3 separate regions of the Mus musculus genome follow, and regions 1 and 3 are each linked to region 2. The links are chromatin contacts, called in public ChIA-PET and Hi-C maps. All regions are on one chromosome and are shown on one strand. The core of a region is the stretch at or near the end of the contact, and the rest is flanking DNA. Distances in the headings are between cores, read along the strand shown. Region 1 holds the start of Inafm2 (InaF motif containing 2). Region 2 holds the start of Rad51 (RAD51 recombinase). Region 3 overlaps Bub1b (BUB1B, mitotic checkpoint serine/threonine kinase).

The links. Hi-C and Micro-C count contacts between places; a contact is called where the count stands out from the background. ChIA-PET counts read pairs in DNA pulled down with a chosen protein or histone mark.
Region 1: a contact with region 2 is called in an RNA polymerase II ChIA-PET map of memory CD8 T cells, with 10 read pairs. The contact joins the promoter of Inafm2 here to the promoter of Rad51 in region 2. A contact is called at or near these places in 2 of 115 datasets of contacts at active chromatin or transcription factors (fetal liver and memory CD8 T cells).
Region 3: a Hi-C map of cortical neurons shows a contact between it and region 2, with 2.6 times the contacts expected there. The contact joins the enhancer-like site here to the promoter of Rad51 in region 2. A contact is called at or near these places in 3 of 39 promoter capture datasets (the C10 cell line, liver and pre-B cells), 1 of 484 Hi-C or Micro-C datasets (cortical neurons) and 3 of 115 datasets of contacts at active chromatin or transcription factors (embryonic stem cells and pro-B cells).

What each region holds. Positions count from the first base shown.
Region 1 is chr2:118,744,500-118,747,863 of GRCm38.p6, forward strand. Inafm2 (InaF motif containing 2) reads left to right here and starts at 1,259. Exons shown (of 1, transcript NM_001301269.1): 1 at 1,259-3,364. The coding sequence starts at 1,616. The coding sequence ends at 2,074.
Region 2 is chr2:119,111,105-119,114,317 of GRCm38.p6, forward strand. Rad51 (RAD51 recombinase) reads left to right here and starts at 1,710. Exons shown (of 10, transcript NM_011234.5): 1 at 1,710-1,930.
Region 3 is chr2:118,628,144-118,631,124 of GRCm38.p6, forward strand. Bub1b (BUB1B, mitotic checkpoint serine/threonine kinase) reads left to right here. Exons shown (of 23, transcript NM_009773.3): 15 at 1,760-2,022; 16 at 2,802-2,935. Among named protein-coding and RNA genes, the nearest start is that of Bub1b, 31 kb to the left of the region's middle. Within about 2 kb of position 1,333, at least 7 of the 459 cell types and tissues checked have an H3K27ac peak or open chromatin away from gene starts, as enhancers often do. A contact at or near this core is called in cortical neurons, where this site is marked.

The DNA.
Region 1 (3,364 bases), core at 9-2,508, 370 kb before region 2:
TAGCGCTTCCATGGGATGGAAAATTTGGGGAAGGGCTTGGATAAGGAAAGTCAAAGTCAAAGGAAAGGGAGAAGTGGAAAGGGCAGAGGGAGTCCTGCCCAAGAGGTTAGAAGTCAGTGGGGCCCTCGCAGAGGCCACGCCCCACCCCAACTACATCAGGACCACAGACCTTTCTCCTACTCAGACTCATAGTTCTCTAATCCACTGAGACATCCAGGCTGCTCACAAAGACAGTTTTGGGAACACAGGGAGAGTCAAGCAAGAGGCACCCAGAAATCAATCGCGGTGAATTACAAAGAGGAAATAGGGATGAAACAAGCAAAGGGGAAGAGGGTGAAAGTATAGAAAGGGTGGTACTAAGAGTCCCTGCGTGCAGAGGGGTGGCCGGCATCCAAAGGGCCCTAAGAGCAAAAAGGCTGAAGCCTGGAAGGAACAAGCCTCAATGGGAAAAGACAGTTCTCTACATCCTGGGGTTGAAGAGAATCAAAGAATGAAAACGCTGGGAGATGTCCTCCACCAGTTCAGTGCAGCCCCTTGGGTACAATTCGAGACCAGTCCTGAAAGTCAGAAGACCAGAAAGTAGGACCTGAGACCTGTTGTGGGATTTGAGATTATGCTGGCAGGTCAGCCTAAGAAACAAACTCAACCTTTGGCTCTTGTCCCTGTGGCTCACAGTAGTCTGACTCAAGGGTCCTAAGAGGACCCAATCAGGCAAGATTCGAGTGGTCTCGGAGTCCAGACCAACAGAAAAAAGGAAGCGAGACTGACTGCGGTGTGCGGGCGCCAGGTTCCCAGACCCGAACCAGGCTCTTTGGGGTGAAGGGATCTGGGACACTATCCCCTCACTATTCTAGAGCTACCCGAGAGCACAAGCTTAGTGTTAGCTCCACTTCGGAGACCCGGTGTAGGTGGGCCTGGTTAGTTCTCCCACCTACCATCTCCTAGCCTGGGCCATGTGAGGAGACGCCTGAGTTGACAGCTTTCTACGGAGCCTGCCCCTCCCTGCCACCTCCCGGTTCCGCACTCCCTCCCGCAAAGTGCCTTTCCCCCTTTAAAGAAGCTCCTGTCGCCCCTTTAAGGCCCAGCCTCCCTTAACTCTCTCTTAACTGGGCGTCCCCCACGGGGCCCACGATTCCCCGCCGCAGCCGCCTCCCAGCGCGGCACTTCCGGGCCCCTACATCGCCCTTTTAAGGGGCAGCCCCCCGGCAGCGCGCGGCCCCGCCCCCTGCACCGGCGCGCCCCGCGGGGGAGCCGGGCTAGAGCCGGAGCGCGCGGTCCGCGCGGCCACTGGAGACCAGGCGGCCGGCGGCCGGGCAGGCGGCGGCAGCGGCAGCGGATGGGGACGCGGAGTCGGGCGGCTGTGGCTGTGGCGGCGGCCGGGAAGCAGCTGGCGGGCCGGCGGCGGCGGCGGCGCTGGCGGCGGTGACGGGCCCAGGCCCCGGCGGCGGCAGCGACGCGGTGGCGGGCTGCGGGCGGGCGGCGTGAGGAGCAGCGGCGGAGCGCGGGGCCGCCGGGAAGCCAGGGCGCCGAGACGCCCCCTGCCCAGTCCTCGCAGGCCGCCAGGCCCCCTCCAGCCGGGGCCGTGGAGCACCGGGGCAAAGGCCGGGGCCCCCCCATGAAGGAGCGCGACGCGGCCCCGGCCGAGCGGGGCAAGCCGGCCACCTACACCGGGGACAAGAAGGCGAAGATGGCGGCCAAGACCAACAAGAAGTGGGTCCGGCTAGCCACGGTGTTCGCCTACGTGCTCTCCGTGTCGCTGGCCGCCATCGTACTGGCCGTCTACTACAGTCTCATCTGGCAGCCGGTGGGTGCCGGGACCTCGGGGGGAGCCGTCGGCCCGCCCCCCAGCGGCTCCAACACCACCGGCCCGTCTGGGACTTCGGGGGTGGCGGCGGGGCCCAACACCACCGGGTCGTCCCGCCGCGAGGCGCCACGCGACGCACCCCCGCTGCAGGCGGCGAGGCCGGCGCCCCCGGAGCCCGCTGCAGACAGCCCCCTGGCTGGGCCGCTCGAACGGCCGCGGGGGCTGGACGAGGACGAAGAGGAAGCGGCCGAAGAGCCCCGGAGTCGTTGAATCTCTCCGCGTTGGGGACGGTCGGGAATCATCGTCCCCTAAGCCCCCAAGCAGGACTTTGCAGCAGGACCGGCTCCGGAGCCCGCCGGAGTGACCCCTACGCGAGCGTACGCCCCCACACACCTCAGCGATCGCCAGTTTGCCCCGGGAGCCGGTAATGCACAACCGGATCTTCAGCCAAGGGACCACGATTCGCCGGGGACTCGGGGTTTGATCTTCCCAGCACCGTGCTGCGCCAGGGCCCTGAGCCATAAGGGGAACTGGGGGGGAGGGTGGAGAGAGCCTAGCACCCAGCCCTTCAGCGCTGCTAGCTCTGGTGTTTCCTAAACGCAGGGGGTGACTCGGGCGCCCCCTCCCCAAGACTCAGGGGAAGGTAGGGAGTTGTGTAGGGGCTCTTTTTTTTTTTTTTTTTTAAATAAGCCGAGGCTCTCCCAAAGAAGAGAGCACCAAAAGTAGCGGAGCTCAGGTACGTCAACCTAGTTGCAGTGGCCAGACATGCGTTTAATTTATAGATCCCTGTATATAGTTGTTGACATATGCACTAGACGCTATAATCACATAGAACTCTATGTATCTCCCCACAGCCTGGGTAGCTACTGAATGGTGGGGTCCAGCAAGGGCTATTTGCTGGCCTTCAAACTGCACTTAGCCAGAAGGGCACAAACACAAGCTTTTTTTTTTTTTTCTTTTCCATCACCCACTCTTTCACCTGTTCCCTTCCTGTTTCAGAAAGATAAGTTCCTGACGTTCTTGCACAAGAGTATAATCATTCTTAGACCCCTACCATGGCCGTGGAAAAACCTTAGCAATAGAGACTGTTTAGGGAGGGTGGGGAATGTGCTGACCCCCTCCGGTTCTCATCCTAGTGCTCCCACCAAAGTGGCTTCCTGTTGTAGCCTGAGTCTCTGGATCCATGCCAGGGGCGATGGCAAGAAAGAGTAGAGCTGCTGTGTTTAGATCAGTCCCTTCCCTCACAGAATTCCTTTAGGAAGAGCAAGCCTTTTTAAGTACAGTGATTGGCAAGTGTTTTCTCTCATTCCTTTTCCGGCTCCTCAACTATCTTACCGGTTCCAGATCTTGTCTTATTTCATTTCTTGCCCTTCTAGATCTTGTCTTACTCGTGTTTGCATTTCCTAGTTTTTGAGCCTAACACAGCAGCTTGCCGTTAGAACCAAATCAGTTGCAAAACCAGAGCTTTGATGTGGTTCTGAGTTGCTTTATAGGGTGAGAAAGAGCAGAAGGTAGAATTCAAGTTCAGGAGTGTGCCTGGCTAGCCAGTGAAGAGACCAG
Region 2 (3,213 bases), core at 460-2,959:
TGAGTTCCGGGACAGCCAGGGCTACACAGAGAAACCCTGTCTCAAAAGAAAAAAAACTACTCAGCCCTGTGGGCACACACCTGTATGGGGTTGGGAAAAAAAAAAAAAAACAAGCTACATGGGAGTCTGAGGCAGGAAGATTCAAAGTTTAAATGTCACCCTGGGAAATTTATCCAGAGAAACTTAACTAAGGTGTCTCTCAAAATACAAAGTAAATATACATCAAGAATGGTGGCTTTTTTTTGTGCAACCCCAGACGTTGGGGAGCTGAGTCCAATCTGGGTTACAAAGAACCTGTCTCAAAAATAATTACCTGGGGCTGGCGAGATGGCTTAAGTGGTTAAGAGTTCCCACTGCTCTTCCGAAGGTCCTGAGTTCAAATCCCAGCAACCACATGGTGGCTCACAACCATCCGTAACGAAATCTGATGCCCTCTTCTGGAGTGTCTGAAGACAGCTACAGGGTACTTACATATAATAAATAAATCTTAAAAAAAAAATTACCTAGGGCTGAAGAGATGGCTCAGCAGTTAGGAGCACTGAGTCCAGTTCCCAGTAACCACATGGTGGCTCACAACCATCTGTAAATGGAATCACAACCATCTGTAAATGGAATCTGATGCCCTCTGGATGTCTGAAGACAGCTACAGTGTACTCATTAAATATAAGTAATTTTCAGCTAAGCATGCAGCTACGTTGTTGAAGTGCTTGTGTGGCATGCATACAATCCAGGATTCAATCCCCAACACAGAACATAGTAATGTTCCAGCAGTACAGGAAACAAAGGTGGGAGAAGGATTGTCATTCTTGGCATAGAGTTAAGGAGCCGGGCGGTGGTGGCACACGCCAGCACTTGGGAGGCAGAGGCAGGCGGATTTCTGAGTTCGAGGCCAGCCTGGTCTACAAAGTGAGTCCAGACAGCCAAGGCTACACAGAGAAACCCTGTCTCGAAACCAAAAAAAAAAAAAAAAAAAAAAAAAAAAGAGTTCAAGGAGTATGAGATCTTGTCTGAAAACACCTAGATGTATAACAAGAAACATACGAAGTTCCTGGCAAACTCCACAAACCTTTACTTTATTCAATTTTGCTCCTACTTTTCTGGAGTAACCACTACAAAGCGAGAGAAGAAAAAAAACACTAGAGAGTGAGTTATTTCGCTTTAGTTTTTGGTAGTTTTATGAATGTATATATTTAGATTATATCCACCGGTCCCAACCCCCGCCCAATTAAAAGGTTTTTTTTTTCCACCTCGCTGATTCCCACACTGGTTTTCTAATCGCTGGCTCCATTCGCAGGTTTTATCTTTATTCCAGCTTCTTCATCTCTGCCGCCCACAGAGACCAAGAGAACACCTGGTTCCAAAGCATACCATCCCAACTACCAAAGATCCACACTCTGCCAGAACTGGCCAAAGCCTTTCTGACCGAAGTCCACATCCGCTGTGCAAGAAGTTTTGCAGAGGTGCTTCCGCAGCAGTGCATTCTGGGTTATGTAGTCCTGGGCTGATCACATCGTCTTTGCAGACTTGTAGTCCTCAGTCGGGTAACCAGAAAGGCCGGATCAGAACAATCATAAAGGAAGGGAAGAGTGACCCTACGAAATCACTCGGCTTCAAAGCCGTCCGGCATGTCCGTCAGGTTCGCAGCAGAAGCGGAAGTAGGTATGAGGCGGGTCGGAGAAAGGCGTGATGACGTTGCAGCGATAGGAGCGTGAGGATTTGGCGGGATTTCCGAAAGTCGCGCGCCGTGCGCAGATCCGCGCCTGGGCAAAGCCGAGGCGCTCCCACAGGTGTGGCCAGGAAGACTGAAATTTTTCGTAGAAAACCTGACAGAGGAGCAACGAAGCGCGTTCGAGCCGGGTGAAGTGGGGGGAGTGTGGTGTGTGCAGAGCCGGCTGCCCGGAGGAGCGAGCGGCCCGTGGCCGCGGGACAGGTGAGTGTGCGGCGCCGGCGCACCCCTTCCATGGCCGCTCGGCTTCTTGAGCCGGCTCAGGCCAGTGCTCCCGTAGCCAGCTTTGTGGGTCCCCTCTACGCTGAGAAACCGGAGAAAGGCGGAGCAGGGCGACCAACCGACCGACGCTAACTGACCCACTGAATTCGTTGTGGAGAAAACCGACCTGTACTTCAAGCATTTGTTTTGAGACCCGAGGTCACGACCTAGGCTGGGCAGGGCTCGAACTGCTACCCTTAGTCTCCCAATGCTGGGATTTACAAACTTTCAGGTTCACTTCTGTGGTCCGGACGCAGGAAGCTGAGATCAGAGAAAAGTGCTCACAGCTGTTACGTAGTAGGGCCAGGGCTAACAGATTCTTGGTTACTTTAAAATGAGGGTAGTGGCTGGTCTCTCTGGAGACTGAAGTAGAAGGCCCCAGAGTTCAAAGATTGCGTAAGCAAAAGAGTAGCAAAGACCGAGAAATAAAACAAATTTCTAAAGAGAATCTTGGCTAGATGACTCACCTATATAATCGTAGCACTTGGGAGAGGCAGGAGGATGACAGTTTCAAGACCATCCTGAGCCACAAATGGAAGAGCTGTCTCAGAAAAGGAAAAGTGAAGAACAGGGGCTGGAAGGTGGCTCTGCTGTTAAGAGCACTTGCTGCTCTTCCCAAGGAACTGAGTTCAGCTCCTGTACCCACATGGTGGCTTACAACCAACCATAACTCCAGTTCCAGGGGATCCAGTGCCGCCTTCTGACCTCAGATACCAGGCATGCTTGTGGTACGCACACATGTATGCAGGCAAAATTCTCATGAACAAAAAAGAAATCTAAAAGGAACTTCCAAGAAATAAAAATAAAATGAAGTATAAAATACAAAGATGTATAAAATACAAGTGTATACGTGAGTGAATACAAAGTGAATATATTGGGGGCTAGAGAGAGGGCTCAGTGGTTAAGAGCACTGACTGCTCTTTTGAAGGTCCCAAGTTCAAATCCCAGCAACCACATGGTGGCTCACAGCCATCAGTACAACTGCAGTGTACTCATATACATAAAATAAAATCTTTCAAAAACAAGACAACAAAAAAAGAATGTATCTATGTAATCACTAATAGACTGCTGTTACCATGCTATAAACCTCTTGTTATCCTTCCTGGTTTTAGTATTTCCCCCTCACCCTGATGGCTGAACAGTGATTTCTAAAACTGTTCACTAAGGTGGCCTACCTTTAAAAGGCATTATTTAGGCAGGATCTGATTTTGTAACCCAGAAGCTAG
Region 3 (2,981 bases), core at 83-2,582, 480 kb before region 2:
AGTGAAGTCATGTGTCTGCAGAGTACTGCTTTGGAAGTGACTCCCGTGCTCTCCTTGCCTGCTACAGGTAATATCATTTTCTCCTCTCAGAAAGATAAAGTGAAATGTGTGGGTCTGGTGTGATAGAAAGAAACTTACAGGAAATATTTTTCCATTTGCACGAAGTGTCCATAATAAAGCAGTGCAGTTGGGAATTACGGAGAGGACGACCGCAAGGCGCTGGAGTGCATTGTGCTTGCTTGCTTTCTACCAAAAGAGCACACTGGCGTGAACACACTAGAACCCTGAGGTGCACACCACACTGTGAAGTGATGAATTATATCTCAGTCTTTTTTTTTAAGAATTGTTTATTTATTTTATGCATATGAGTACTCTGTAGCTGTCTTCAGACACACCAGAAGAGGGCCTCTGATCCCATTACAGATGGTTGTGAGCCACCATGTGGTTGCTGGGAATTGAACTCAGGACCTCTAGAAGAGCAGCCAGTATCCTTAACCACTGAGCCATCTCTCCAGCCTCCCATATCTAAAAGTCTTAAAGGGCGGGGGAGGGGGGGTGTCACTAATTTGACAGTCTTTTCATACTTGCAATTATTTTTTTCCCGACATACATGTAAAATGCCTGGGTAGCAATGGATATAGACCATTTTTTCTTTCTGTTCTTTTTTTTTTTTTTTTAATTTTTCATGTTTTGTGTTTATGTGTGGGGTGTGCTTGCGTGTGTATGAGGGCAGCTGTGAGTGGCTTTACTCACTGAGCTGGCTCACGCCCCTCATGTTCTTTACCAGTAGAGATTTAGTAACACCCAGGGTAGAAAGACAGGATATAGGCATTCAAATACGGTAAAAAGACCCAAGGCACTGTGTGGCATGGTGGTGCTTTACTGATACTTTGGGAAGGAAAAGTCTGTGCAGACGAGCCCCAGGCATTGCTGGAGGGTGAAGGGGGGTGGCTGGTGGGGGTATGAGAAGCTACAACAACTGCATTTCTTCCTCCACAACCAAGGAAAAGAGCTAAGTCGCTGAAGACAGTGACTTGTTAATAGAGTTCTCTTTTTATTTACCTTCTTGATAAATATTTTCTGATAAAGTACACAGGATTTTATAGCTAGACAGATGTGAATGGCAATGCTATTTTATATCCAAAAATGTAGAATTTCTAATGACTCAGAAGAGCCTAGGAGACTTTTATGACTGAAGGAAGACACACAGGCTCTACTCCAGTTTTATGAGATTTGAATTTCCAGAGAAGGAATCCACACATTATGTTCCCCTTTGTTTTAAATAATTTGGGAAAGTTATTCTGATTCCGCCAGTTCCCCGGTTGCTATGGAGAGCACAGCGATTGAAGAGAGCAAGCAGTACATGTTGTGTTCTGGAGAATACCGCCCAGTGTGCGGTGGACGGCCTAGCCAGGGAGGATGGGCCTTCAGGGAGGTTCTGGGTTCAGCTCCTCAGTGAAGGCTTGAAATTGTCTGGAAGAGGACAGTAAGCTGCCTTTCTATGTGTTGAGCCACACACCCCCTCCAGTATATTTTTTGATGAAGTATAGTTTTCTTTGTTAACAAAATCATTTTCCTCAATTCTGTCCTGTGCTTTTTAAATTGTCTTCAACTTGAGGTCCTGGTTTGTTATTTCTAAATCTCATGTCAATGATCTGATGTCTTAAGTTTAAAAAAAAAATGTGTGCGTGCGTGCATATGTGTGTGTTGTACCGCGTTTGTTGAACTGTTGCAGCTAAAGTGTGTTTGGCTACTTTAGGATGAACTCACAGAACTTGAGCCTCTGAGTGAAGACGCCATCATCACTGGTTTCAGGAACGTCACTCTCTGTCCCAACCCTGAGGACACTTGTGACTTTGCTAGAGCAGCTCGTTTGGCATCTACTCCTTTCCATGAGATACTGTCCTCGAAGGGCATCGCTGCTGATCCCGAGGGACTGTTGCAGGAAGAGGATCTGGATGGGAAGGCCGCCGAGGCTCATCACACTGTTCATCACCAGGCCCTCATCATAAAGAAACTGAGGTGACTGGAGTGTTTCTCTCTTGGTCTGTGTGCTTGTCAATTGCAGTGGCCAGGTATCGGCTCTTACTGTCCATCAGATGCTCAATCAGGGAGTAAGTCTGACCCGGGGACACAGTCGGTGAAGGTTACTGATTGGTTTGGATTTGAGGATTAGAAGAAGTAAATTGTGCTGGTTATGAGACTCAGGTAACGAAGGAAATGGCTCAGCAGGTAAGGGCACTTTCTTGTAGAGGACCTGGGTTTGATTTCCAACACCCACGTGATAACTCTCAACTCTGTGTTCTAGGGTATCCATTGGCCTTTCTGACCTCCACATGTACAGACACATGCATGGTGCACAAAGTTGTGAGCAGAATGCTTACATACATAGAGTAACTAAATCTAAAACAGGTTTAATCTGTTTCTTATTTGGGAAAAAATGAGACCAATAAAAATAAATTCTATTACAAGATGAGTTCAGTATAAAATTTATAATTTAAAAATGTATAAAGTTGGACTCTAAACAGATAGCTAGTGGCTAAAAGCATTGGCTGCTCTGGTGGAGGTCCCGGGCTCAGTTCTTAGCACCTACAGTGGTACCTCCCAACCCTCTGAACTCTATTTCCAGGGATTTGACATCATCTTCTGGCTCTGGGTGCTATCCCTACACTGGGGTACTAACATGCATGCAGGCAAAACACATGTAAAAGCAAATAGATCTTTATTAAGAGGATATATAAAGTTCTGACAGAAGTTGGAGTATACTGTCCTGAGGATGGCTTCACTCTTGTTTCTTGCAGCCCAATTATTGAAGAGAGCCGTGAGGCCACCCACTCATCTGGCTTCTCCAGGTCTTCTTCCTCAGCTCCCAGTACATCCTCCATCAAAGGCTTTCAGCTTCTGGAAAAGCTGGAGCTGACTAATGACGGGGCAGGTAGAGTGTTCCAGCCAACAGCAAGCTTCCGAGTCTGCTCAGTGGC